Linked DNA regions of Mus musculus: region 1 is linked to region 2. The links are chromatin contacts, called in public HiChIP or PLAC-seq maps. All regions are on one chromosome and are shown on one strand. Each heading gives the region's core, a stretch centred on a gene start, on an enhancer-like site or on the middle of the called end of the contact. The rest is flanking DNA. Distances are from core to core; before and after follow the strand shown.

Evidence for each region. HiChIP or PLAC-seq counts read pairs in DNA pulled down with a chosen protein or histone mark.
Region 1: an H3K27ac HiChIP or PLAC-seq map of VIP interneurons shows a contact between it and region 2, with 13 times the contacts expected there. The contact joins two enhancer-like sites. A contact is called at or near these places in 8 of 39 promoter capture datasets (the 3T3-L1 cell line, cranial neural crest, frontonasal cranial neural crest and 5 more), 2 of 15 datasets of contacts at CTCF or cohesin (embryonic stem cells and large pre-B cells), 33 of 484 Hi-C or Micro-C datasets (the AML12 cell line, B cells, the C2C12 cell line and 22 more) and 2 of 115 datasets of contacts at active chromatin or transcription factors (VIP interneurons and embryonic basal ganglia).

Annotation. Positions count from the first base shown.
Region 1 is chr16:27,152,107-27,158,859 of GRCm38.p6, reverse strand. No RefSeq gene overlaps it. Among named protein-coding and RNA genes, the nearest start is that of Ostn, 150 kb to the left of the region's middle. Within about 2 kb of position 2,834, at least 17 of the 459 cell types and tissues checked have an H3K27ac peak or open chromatin away from gene starts, as enhancers often do. A contact at or near this core is called in VIP interneurons, where this site is marked.
Region 2 is chr16:25,959,249-25,965,741 of GRCm38.p6, reverse strand. P3h2 (prolyl 3-hydroxylase 2) reads left to right here. Exons shown (of 15, transcript NM_173379.3): 14 at 1-18; 15 at 5,292-6,458. The coding sequence ends at 5,384. Among named protein-coding and RNA genes, the nearest start is that of P3h2, 140 kb to the left of the region's middle. Within about 2 kb of position 5,186, at least 29 of the 459 cell types and tissues checked have an H3K27ac peak or open chromatin away from gene starts, as enhancers often do. A contact at or near this core is called in VIP interneurons, where this site is marked.

The DNA.
Region 1 (6,753 bases), core at 1,585-4,084, 1.2 Mb before region 2:
TGAATTTCTAGGTTACATTTAACCACCAATTTACGTATTAGTTTATAATGTGTGAAAAGGTGAAAAGTATAGTATAAAGCTTCATCATACTGAAAAAGCCAAATATCTCTGCACAGATAAGGGTTAGAAGTCAAAAACAGATTCTTATAAACAACTGGTCATAAATATTAGACACAATTAAATAATGTTCTACTAAGATTATCCTAATTGTATGTTGATATCTACACATAAGAAATGGAGGTCATATATCCATGTCAATGAGTTCATAGTTTAAATATGTATATGATTGACTTCAGGTAAATGCAATCAATATATTAGGTATTGTGAAAGCTTTATTCAAAGATAATATATTTGCTTTTTATGTTGGAGAAGAAAACATAACAAAAGTAAACCATGTTGTTATCCCGTTGAATTGGAATTCATAGATTTGGGGCAGAAAGAATTGAGAGGAACTCTGTGACATAGAAGCCCATATGTGTCACATCTGTCTGGTCAAACAATATGTTTTGAGAAGAAAGTTTCCAACCGATGACCACCAGGGCACCAAGCCAAACAGATGGATTGAACTTCTCTGTGCTACCTTCCATCATTCAGTATCACATAAGCCTAATTACAAGGCTCCTCAAAGCATCAGAAAAAAGTACTGGAAGCAACAGATGTAGGGACCCTCTAAATTAGTCAGTCCTGAAAAAAAAAAAAAAGGTCCAGACTGACCTCGAACTTGTGATCTTCCTCCCACTGCATCCTTCAGGAAATCCTACCACGTGTGCTACCACAGCAAGCAAATGTGTAGCTCAGGCTGGCCTTGAACTCATGATTCTCCTGCCTCTGAACCAGAGACCTGGGAGATGAGACACTCCCAGGACTCAAAGGGTGGGACCTTAGAAGAAATGTCCGACAGTAGGAAGAGGGAGTTTATAGAGCCCACCTTCAGCAGGAAGACAGGACATCAAGTGAGGGATGGGGTTGCCATCCCACAGTCACCTCTCTGACCCATAATTGTTCCTGTCTGAAAGACTTGCAGGGATGGAAATGGAGAGGAGCACGAGGAAAAGAAGGTCCAGCAACAAGGCCAACGTGGGATCCAGCTCAAGGGGAAGTCCCAAGGCCTGACACTATTACTGATGCTATCGAACTCTCACAAAAAGAGATTTATCATGACTGCAGAGTCAGATGCAGATATTTGCACCCAACCAATGGACAGAAGCATATGACACCTATTGTTGAATTAGGGCAGGCTGAAAGAAGCTGAGAAGGAGGGCGACCCTATAGGAGAACCAGCAGTGTCAATTAATCTGGACCCCCCCCAATATCTCTCAAACACTGGACCACCAAACAGATATCATAAGCAGCTGTTATGGCACCCCCCCCAACACATATGCAGTAGAGGACTTCAGGGTCTGTGTTCATTCAGAGATGGTGTACCTAACCCTCAAGAGACTGGATGTCCCAGGGAGTTTGAAGGTCAAGTGGGGTGGGAGTGAGGACATCCATGTGGAGATGGGGTAGGGTGGAAAGGAGGTGTGGCATGTGGAGCTGTCAGAGAGTGGAAGAGGGAAGTGGGGAATGGAATCTGGAGTGTAAAAAATAAATTAAAAATAAAATATATTTTATGAAAAGGCTACAGATGAATTTAAGAACGCTAAGACAAACTGGACCCAGGTGGACTTCTGTCAAGGTGTCCCAAAGAAAATAGCAGAGTATTTAATCTGAAAGTCCTGTGCCAGTAAGAGTTAGCATACTGATGCTGAAATTCATTTAGACATGTGCCGTGATGAGTTTTCTTCCTGTCACAAGAGCAAAACTGATTTTTAACAGATTGTTAGGTATTTGCCCAGGAGAAGCCAGCAACATAAATTAAATTCTAGGATCATAGCACATCTGGGTTTTGGTATTAATATGGAAATCTTGGGTTCTTGACCTGAGCTAAGCTGCTGAAATCAGAGATCATCAGAGGGGATGGGTGTTGAATTTATCTGTAACTGGCAGAAGCACTGAAAAGTAGTCAAGACTAAAGAACTGACTCTCAAGTTTCATGAGAATTCACAAAGGAGGCAACTGATGAATACAGAAATACTTATAATAAAAGCATATGAAAGTCTTCTGTTATAACAAAACAGATTTTAATGCAGTTGAGACTATCAAAGGCCTTAGGAAATTATGATTAAATAGGTCATATATAATAGAGACACAGGAAAATCACCATATCTTAAATATCAATCAAGAACTTAGGTGAATGTCTTTGTACAAAATATTGAAAGAAAGTCAGGGAGTCAATAGAAAGAAATCAAGGATTCACACTGAGGTTGCAGATTTTTATGTGTAATTGTCTGGAAGAAAAATTAGGCAGCATACTGGACAAATCTAAAGACATTTAGTGTATCATTATTCATAGGCAAGCCGTTGGTGGTGATTAAATTACTAGTACTCAGTGGGAAAAGTCTAAGCACGTCTCTATGTTTTATATCGGAAAAGAATCCTACAACATATAGTGGTCTGGCACACATTACAGACATCACTAAAGTTGCCTTAGTCTAGTACAGTGTGGGTTATGAGCTATTTGGGAGGCAAATGACTGATGCACATCAGATAAGCTATATATCAGATATTTAAAATGAGATTCATAGTAGCAGAATTAGTTGTGAAGTATCAAGAAAAATTAGTCACCACAACATGAGGACCTAGGGTTTTAAACCTGTTTTTAAAAGGTCACCGCATAAGAAGGTTGAGAATGAGTGCTCTTGTATAACATGCCAGCTCACCACTGCAACAGTTATAGCAGTTAAATAATTGTACTGCTTCAGTGTGCCAGGGATCTGTCCTCTGTTTGTCCAGGGCCATCGTTTGCAGCTGGGTTGGGAGACATCCAGTTCTCTGATCTCATTCCCATGTCTACTCTGGCTACTTCTGTCATCAATTCTTTCAGTTTAATTTTACTACAAAGCCTCTTCTGAGACAGCAATTAGTGCATCAAATATCCATTGGAGATATCAATGGTATCAAATCCTGTGGAGAGGGGATGGGCTCAGAATGAGTGAACGATCGTTCAAAGATGTCTTGATTAGGGTTGGCACAACCCCGTGTTTATTTGCATTTGCTTATCAATAACTGAAGACAGATTGCTCAGATAAATTCACATGTCCTTGTGCTAGGTTATCCTTTTCAGCTTACACAAGTTCTTTGACAAGCAAAAATGTTATTATAATAGCATTTCTATATAAGAGAAATGAATTCATTTTCCCGAATGCTGTCTCTTAGATATCTTAGTAGATAATGACTCCTCATGAGCTTGTTTAGGTTCCCAGATGAAAAAGTTACGATGATGGAGATAGCAATGCTCTGAGCGCCCACAATAGTATATTCTATGAACTCCCTTAGGGGTGAATGATATGTAATAGTTAGCACCTGAATGACATCTACCCTACTATTCTCTTTTGTCAAGAGAGGGGCACTCATTGGAAAATACTCATCTCAAATGTGTAATTTCATTCTTTAATGTTTCCATACACCTTCTTCTTCTGAGCCTCTACTTTTCTTTCATTCTTCTTCATTTCCATTCTCTCTCCCTGGGTCTCTCTCTTTCTATCTTTATTTACTTTTGAAGTACTTGTTGGAAGAAAAAACAGTCCCACCATTTTGAAAATGACCTGGTTCTTATACATGTGCAGCTTATGATATCTTTATAAAAAATAATCTCAACAATATTACAAAGCACATTATACTGACACTATAATAAAATAAATAAAATCTAGGGTGCTTCATTATTTTTTGAAATAGAAATTTTCAAAAAGAAAAAAGTCACTGTTATGACTAGTTAACAAACAAACAAAAATGTTTTTCTTTCTGTTGTAGTTGCCAATTAATCTCTACTGAAACTGACCTGGTGGTGGCAGCAGGAGCTCCTCACCACCTGCCCCAATGTTCTGGGTTCTCAAATGAAAGATACACACACACATACACACACACACACACACACACACACACACACACACACACACACACACACACATGCACGCACACATGCACACAGCACCTTATATTTTAATATGCCTTATACAGCTCAGTGGCTGGAGCACTCCCTGACTTCCACATGGCTAACACCTCCCCTTTGATACTCCTGAGTTATTACTTACTAAAGTCAATATTACATCTTTGCTGCCCTAGACCAAATGGGGAGAAGAACTGGGACTGCTCTTCCCCAGCTCTTACATTGTTGGTATTCTCTCTCTTTTGTACCTCTCAGGCCTGGACCTTATTCCTTTCCTACATGTCTGTTCTGTTTCCTTCCTCCTCCTTCAGTTTCTCGCCTGGGCATCCTAAAGTCCCACAGATATCTTCCTGCCCAGCAATTGGCCACCAGCAACTTTATTTACCAACCAAAACCAACTAGGAGCAGGGTCCTTCACTGTCTTACATGCAGACATGTGGACATCCATGTAATCTTGGAGACCTAACTAACATAAGTAGCATTAGACCAAATCCACAACACCTTTCTGCCCTAAAGGACGGGGTATTATTTTTCTCAAGTGTTTCATCATTTTGTAGTCTATTTTGTGAGTGTATGAGCCTTATGAATGTGCATTATTACATATCTACCTTCTTTCTGAAACAACTACTTCTTTCAACCTTCCCTTTCAATATTCCTCTGAATAGAATTTTAAATCCAGCAACACATACTTCCTGCTATCCTCTTATATAAATAAAGCAGGAGACCCCATTGTCTATCCATCAGGGTCTATAATTTCTTCACTGTGCTATGTTTCCAGCTAACTTTGCTTAGTATTGGTATCTTCCTGAACGTTTGGGCCAAAATGAATTGTCAATGGATAGATTGTTAATGTTCACTAATTCTAGAAGCATAAGTGGTAACATGATCCTGGAAGAAGAAGCATTTTCCCACAGTGGGAATATCACTGAGATTATACTCAGAAAATCCTACTGAATAATATTTATCTCATCTGCATTCACTCAGATAAATCTATCAAAATATCAATTTTCTCTAGTAATAGTTCTATTACAAGGCACAGTGTGATTTGTTGGATTAATATTGTATACATCATCATTTAGTTTCCAAATAGTCATTGTTACTGTCCATTACTATTCTAAACACTTGATATGAAACCTAAAGACAAACACACAGGTATAGTGGGTCTTGAGAACAAAGTCTAAAATGTGATGCGGAACACAGGCATTACTGAAACAATCATAAATGACACGTTTAGCAAGTAAGAAAAGAAAGAGCACACACAATGGGAGAACTCTTCTTTATTACAGAAATTTAGGTTGGAAAAGTCTCATCAATTATCCTATGGGAAGTCCCAAACAAGTAATTAAGGAAAGCAACACAGTATGAATGTGTAAATATTCTAGGCTGCTAAAGCCATGAAACTAAGAAGATGGGAGCTGTAGAAATGACTTGGAGCTTAAAAGCACTGACTGTCCTTCCAGGGATCCAGGTTCAGTTTCCAGCATCCACATTTAATCTAAAATGATTGAGTGGCTCACAATCATCTGTACCTCCCATTCTAGGACCTCTGATATTCTCTTGTGTACTGTTCTCCCACAGAACACATGTAGTGCATATACACACATGTAGGGAAACATGCACGGTCATCCCCTTTATAAAAGTAGATATGATTCAAGATGACACTTAAAATGTCAACAGGCAAGGCTTGAAGACTCAGATTGTATAATTTGCATCTAGAGGTTCCTAGGAGCCTCTAGATTCCTTACTCTATATATCATTTCATTATTGTTCTACTCTCCTCTCTATATGCTAAGATGCACAACCATGGAATTGTTCCCATATCCAGTAAGTAGGTCTTTAATTCCTGTTAGGATGTCATCTGTGGTTCACAGATCTTTTTAAGTAGCTATGCAACTCATACTTCTGAACATCTAGAAGGTATGAAGTAAAATTAGATATTGAAGCAACCGAGTTACTTCCAGACAAGACTGCATTCTGGTGTTGTCCATAAGCATTCTATAACCCTGTCTCAGAATGCAGGTTTTGCTAATGTCTGTAATGTACGTGTACTGTGATAATTTTGCTCCAGATCATCAGAGGGCAGCTTAGAAATCTGTCCACATTCACTGCTTGTGTCTTCAGTGCTATAGACATATTTTTATGTGAGAAAAAAAATGACATTGTTCTAGATTTGGCTGTGGTTACTTCCACCTTTCCAGCTGTTCCACTATCTTCTATTTCTTTAAGTTATACATTTTTAGTGCACTAATTGAAATGGTACTTATTAAAAATAATCACCTTTATATGCCTTAAGATAACCAAATAATATTGTTTATAATATTTTCCATTTGTTTTGCTTATTTGGAAATCTCTAGATGGGTTAGTGGTTCTTAAATCTGGGGAAGATGATGATAATGATGATGATGATGGTGTGTGTGTGTGTGTGTGTGTGTGCACGGACGTGCACTCGCAAAAAAACTTGTCATTAACTGTCCAGGAGCTTTCAAGGTCCTTTCCAATTCAGATTTTATGATTTTATGACACTAATCTATGGATATATGATAGATTAAATTTTAGAATGTACAAGTATTCATTTCCTGTGAAATATGGACCAATTTTTAGTTCCTTTCCCACAGCTTTTGTTTTGGAAAAGTCAGACTCAGATCATTTTTCATGAATTTTGAAATGTCTAATAGAAAAATTGTCCCAAATTTACTAGTCTTTGTATCATTTTGATGCTGTGAGCATTCATTTTAACACAGTTTCATAAAGGTATATTCTACAGA
Region 2 (6,493 bases), core at 3,937-6,436:
CCTCTTTACCGAGAACTGGTGAGTCCACACCAGGCTCTCTGGATTGACTACTCTGTAAAGTCCTTTGCATCATCCCTAAGTCTGTAGTGGCTTTTGCAGTAAGATTTGGGGAAAGCGGAGGGGCTGGGAAGGAAGTTTTGTACCCAGTTGAATTCTAACTGTGAAGACATGTGCAGAAATAGATCCACTAGCGCATCTTCGTTGTCACAGCAAATGTTGACTATTGAACTCACTGGCACCATTGTACCATGGTACCAGTGGACCACGGACAGACAGACAGGGACTTTCTCCTGGTCATGAGTAAAGTTAAAAAAGCATTCAAACAACTCTGACTAGTTCATGCAGCATGCATGGGAAAGACGAAAGAGACCTGGAAGACCATTAGTATTTGCTACACTATTAAGTTGAATTTTAAAATAACATTATATTTGAAGTGTCCGGGACACTCACTGTTTCAATCTGTCAAGAGCCCTGCAGTTCAGACCAGCAGGCAGAATAGAAACTCCAGGGAGAAAGCAGTCCATTTCCTTTAGGGAGTACCTTCCAAGTCCTTCTCTTGACTCAGTGATATCATCAGCTTAAAAATATCCATCAGAGCGTCACCATAGCTCAAGAGACTGAGTGTGGTGGTCACTAAGGGTAGATCTGAAGCTGACACAGAAGTCTACTGATGACTTCAGAGTCTACTGAAGAGCTGAATGTCGATAAAGTGTTTTACACCTTTAAAGGTTTGTTTCTTGTTATTGTAGCATCTCTCTAGGTTGAACTGGTTGTACTGAAACTCACAATGTAGACAAGGCTACTTTTGAACTCACAGGGATCCTCCTGCCTCTGCCCCCAGTGCTGGAATTTAAGGGATGCACTAAATAGAGCTAAACATGCTTTCTTTCTTTAAATTATGTTTGTGTGTGCACATCTGTGAGTGTAAGTGGAGTTCTGACGAGGACACCTATCCCCCTGGAGTTGGAGTAAGCCACCAGACATGGCAGTTGGGAACTGAAAACAAGGCCTCTGAAAGGACCCTATGCATCGTAACCAAGGTCATCTCCCAGCCCCCGAAATTCTAGCCTTAAAATGATGTGCATAGTTTTCCCTTTAAATTTCTAAGCTAAACTAAATCCAGTTTCAGCAGCAGCAGCAGGAGTTTGAAAAGAACGTTTTATTTTTGTCTACACCCTCAAAACACTTTCTCTTCACGTCTAGGTAGGGCTTTAGGTCAGAACTGAACAGAAGATGAACAGAAGAAAAGTACAGGGGAGGTCGGCAGCCAGGAAAGGCGCGCACCTCAGTAGCATCTTATGTCGGGGCTGTAAGAACAGCTTGCACTAGCTCAGACACAAAGAAAGACAAAAAAGGCACCAATGGCCAGAACCTAGCAGAGGCCAGATAACTTTCTAGGATGTGTCGCATCCTCCTTCCCCTGTAGTTTCTCTTTCCCTGTGTTTTTAATCTACAAAATGCCAGCACCATTGCTCTATGCAAAGGTCTAGACAGCAAATTGTGGAAAATTCGGCACCCTACTTTAGTACTAATTTTATATCCGCCACTCCATCACAATAAATTGTAGCATTTTATTAAAAAAGTTAATACATAACTTGTTCACAGCTCCTTCCTACTCAAGACACTTCAACACCAGTGTTTATGCTACATGGAAAAGTACTAAGAAACTTCTCCAGTGTGCAGGCTTTAGTGCCATCTAGTGGTCAGAGTAGGAACTGACAAGCACCTCGTAGAATTGCTAGTTGAAAACTTTCTACTCTGGATAAACTTCCAGGAATCACCTGAGAGTCTGATCCCTAAAACACTAATGCCTGATTCCCACCTTCAGATGTGTGTATCTAACTATTTCCAGAGCTTTCTGAGTACCAGGAGTTTAAAACTTCCCAGGTGCTTCTATAATGTAACAAAATTTGTGAATCCCTGGTTTAAACACCAACTTAGGATTTCTGAACTCAGAAAACCTGTCTAAGAAAAGTAGCAGATTCTCTATATAAGTTACTGTATGGTGCATGGTTGTGCATGTCTTTACTCCCAGCACTGAGGAGCAGAAGCAGGTGGATTTCTGAGTTTCAGGCCAGCTTTGTCTACAGAGTGAGTTGTAGTACAGCCAGGGCAACTAAGAGAAAACTCTGTCTCAAAAAATAAAAAATCATATATATGTGTTATGTGTGTGTGTGTGTGTGTGTGTGTGTGTGTGTGTGTGTGTGTGTGTATCAGTGTGTGTGTGAGAGAGAGATCAAAAGAAAGAAAGAAAGAAAGAAAGAAAGAAAGAAAGAAAGAAAGAAAGGAAGGAAGGAAGGAAGAAAGAAAGAGAAAGGAAGGAAGGAAGGAAGGAAGGAAGAAAGAAAGAAAGAAAGAAAGAAAGAAAGAAAGAAAGAAAGAAAGAAAGAAAGAAAGAAAGAAAGAAAGAAAAGAAGAGAGAGAGAATCTTTAGGGAGTATTCAGTCACATACATACATACATACATACATACATACATACATACATAAGATATTAGATGGTCTGTAGACATCTGTCCCAGCACTTGGGTTTCTTCCCTCTTCTTTTTCTTTTTATTAGATATTTTCTTCATTTACATTTCAAATGCTATCCTCAAAGTCCCCTATACCCTCCACCACCCTGCTCCCCTACCCACCAATTCCTGCTGGCCCTGACATTCCCCTGTACTGGGGCATATGATCTTCCCAAGACCAAGGGCCTCTCCTCCCATTTATGGCCGACTAGGCCATCCTCTGCTACATATGCAGCTAGAGACACAGCTCTGGGGGGTACAGGTAACAGACCCCTTCAGCTACTTGGGTATTTTCTCTAGATCCTTCATTAGGGGCCCTGTGTTCTACCCGATATATGACTGTGAGCATCCACTTCTGTATTTGCCAGGCACTGAAATAGCCTCACAAGAGATAGCTATATTAGGGTCATGTCGGCAAAATCTTTCTGGCATATGCAATAGTGTCTGGGTTTGGTGGTTATATAGGTTTCTTCCTTCTTAAGAGAAGCATGTACTGAGAGTTTCTTGTGGTCATCAAATGTGAAAGCTTTGCATGTGTGTCAGCTTGCTGAGCCCCATGCTTTCAGATGTAACGATGCAGTTTTCCATTATTTAGTATCTCTGCCTGTATCGTTATTAACTCCCAGCTCCTACCTGGCAAGAGCTTTCTTTTCAAGTCAGAACACAGTTATTCTTATAACTTAGTATGCTGAAAACTGTACTAGGACCTGGCAAAGGGGAACAGAAACTGGACAGGACAAAATTCCTGCTTTCATGGAACTTAATGTCAAGCCAGAGAGATGATAACAGGGACCCACATTATTAAACAACTGGGCAAGTTTTTTAAGAATTGTCTGCAGTAAATGATCACTTAGGGACATAAAGAATCAGTTAGGGAAGGTTTAATTTGGGAATTAAATGTAGGCAATAAGATTTATAAGCTGAGCATCCCTGGGGAGATGCACTCTAGGCCTTCATTCCCATAAATACTTCTCTTTTCATATAATAGAGCCCTTGACAAGAGGTAGTAGGTTTTCTGGGCACTGGAAATATTTCAGTGACCACGACAATGAGATCCTTCTCTCTCCTTTTTACAACCTAAAAGAAGAATAAAGGACTGCAAATAAGCAAAGGTGTGTAAATAATCAGATTTATTACAACAGCAATACACCTATTGCTATATTTTATATATAGTCTATATAAAAATAGAATAACATAACTGACTTAACAGTAGATATTAGACGAACTATTTACAAATGCAGGATATGTGAGCCAACTACAAGGAACACTGGAAGAGAGGGAGGATGGCTTGCAGAAGACCGGAGGTTTGGGGTAGTGTACTTGAGAAACAAAACTGGATGGGGAGGCAGCTCAGGGTTGCAGCACACGCCTTGCATGTGCTTAGCTTCTGGACCCTATCCCTAGCACCAAGAAAACAAACAAACAAACAAACAAACAAACAAAAAACTGAAAACACAGCCCACAGAATGAAGGCCAAAGTAGCCAGAACGGCGTGTTTTCTAAAAGGAGCGTTGAATGTAAGGGTGAGAAGGAGCCAGGGGCAGTGTTTCACACTTCATATTAGGCTGGTGGACTTTTTTCTAGCTGCTAAGAAGCCATTGTGGCCATCCTTCGCTCCTCACACCCTTGTAAGCTCCCCTAGTCGTAGGGGATGACTACACGGAAAAGATGACATTAGCCAACATGTCGACTTAGATTAGAGGAGTACCACAGGTCACAAGGGTTTAACTTCAAGGGGAGGTTGCCTTGGAAGTTTAAGAAGACCTGCTGTCTCTATGCTGCACTGGTACAGGGGTAAAAGAAAACACAGACTATACTGGGAGTCTTCGGGGGGAAGGGGTGTATTTCAAACCAGGGCTGGGAAGCTATTTTGAGAATGAATACTCAGAGACTTTGAGGTAACCAAAAGTTTTAGTATAAGGTGGGCAACAGAGGGGCAGCACACAATATAACTGAGGAAGAAAAAACAATATTAAAAATCTGAAAGCTCACCAAGTAAACAGAACCAGGAACCAACAGAAGAATGGTGAGTGCCATGTGGAACAGTGTTGCAGTTAGACTTAAGGGAGATTGTCTACCAGGAGCCTGAACAAGGAGGGAAATTTGTTTGGAACCTTCTAGAATACCCAGTGAGAAGAATCTGAATGAGTTACTCTTAAGATGTAGCGCTTAGCTATTTAGAGGACCTTTCACAATGTCCAGACACAGTTTTAGTTCCCACAATGTGGAGACATCTTCTAGACCAGGGATGTTAACATTAGCAGTATACAGGAAAGTTTCTCTGTCTCTGTCTCTGTCTCTCTCTTTCTCTCTCTCTCTGTCTCTGTCTTTGTTCCCTCAAATGTCAGTAGTACCATGTCTGAGAAACTCTGTCCTTCATTCTCCATTAAAAAGACAGGGACAGACACAGGACACAGAAAGACAGGGCCAAAAACCTTATCAAGTGTGGGAGATCAGGACCAGGCTTTTCTGGCAAAAGGTGAGTATTCTTTTCTGAGAGACACTGAGCTAAGTAAGAGATGATGATGCCTGGGAGACAGAAAGGGTAGGAAGCCAATGAATAGATGAAACATCTTCTGTAAGAGCCATCTCGGAAAGTAATTGCATAGAATGTGGGGATGTGTGAAGAGCGTACCGGTTTGGCTGAAGTAGGCTTATCCCTGTCTGGGTGTTGCACCAATCTGTGCACAGATGGCTGGCTGGAAATGTTGGGGAAGCATCTGCTGCCCGGGCTGGTTATTACACTTGTACCAGAAATGTGTCAATTGTCTTTTTGCAGGAGCGGATACAGGCAGATGAAGTGATTGCCATCTTGGATCAAGAACAGCGCGGGAAGCATGGACTGAATATTAACCCCAAAGATGAGCTATAGAAAAGAGAGTGCTCTATTGAATATTTATTTAAATAGATGATCTTATGAGAACCTTTTTATTTTTGTACAGAGCCGTAGTATAAATTAACAGGATACTAAGAGTCGTTAGATTTCTCCCCCTGTTCCCAACTTCGCTTCATTTGCTTTCTTCTGGTCTTCATTGTTTTGCTTCAGTTCATCATTCAGAGCCCATTCACACCCTCAAGCACACACCGCACTGAGTCACAACACCCACACTCTTCATGTCACACCAGTAAACATGCAACAGAATTTACACTACAGAAGTGCACACAGGCCATGTACACATGGCACAAACTCCCAAATACGCCACACATACATAAGACAAACATAAACATACAGAAACACATACCACCCAGATACACAAACACTACATGGCACACACACACACACACACACACACACACACACACACACACACACACACACAGTTACTTTGCAGCATATTCAGAATATCAACATGATCAGCCTGCACTCAGCACCCCACAGCTAGAGTGTGCCCCGAGGTCTAAAGATAGGATGTGAATTGGTCTCAGGCTTCTATGGTTTGCTGCCTTTCCCCCATCACCTTTCATGGTTCCATTGGCTGAGAGTTCAGACTCTTCACAGCAAGTTTGCCTTGTGTCTACAGGAGCTCCCAGGACACAGTCTGCCAAGTCCCAAGAATCACAGAGAACAGCATCTTTCAGGCTTGAGGAAGCCACCACTGGATTAAGGACTATGGCACGGGGTCCCCTTGGGTAGAATGTTAGGACTGGTGTTTTCAAATGAAGTTCTGATTCCCCTCCACAGTGCTCTGTAAGAGGGGACACCTAAACAGGGGTTCCAGCAGTGTAGGTTCACCCCCAGTGGTGATGGAAGAATGAATACCTTAAATTGCCCTGCCCTAGGCACTATTGCTGCTGGAGAGGGGCTCCTGCTGGTATAAATTCAGAGCTGTTTCTCACAGGCTGCACCTCAATGGCTTCTGTTGGGCAGCCTCCTCTTCCTGCTGCTGTCAGCTCACACAGGCATGCTGTGTCTGAAGTGTTTAATAAAGGGATCCTTGTTACAGAACTTGTCTTCCGATGCACACCTATTTTATCTTCCAA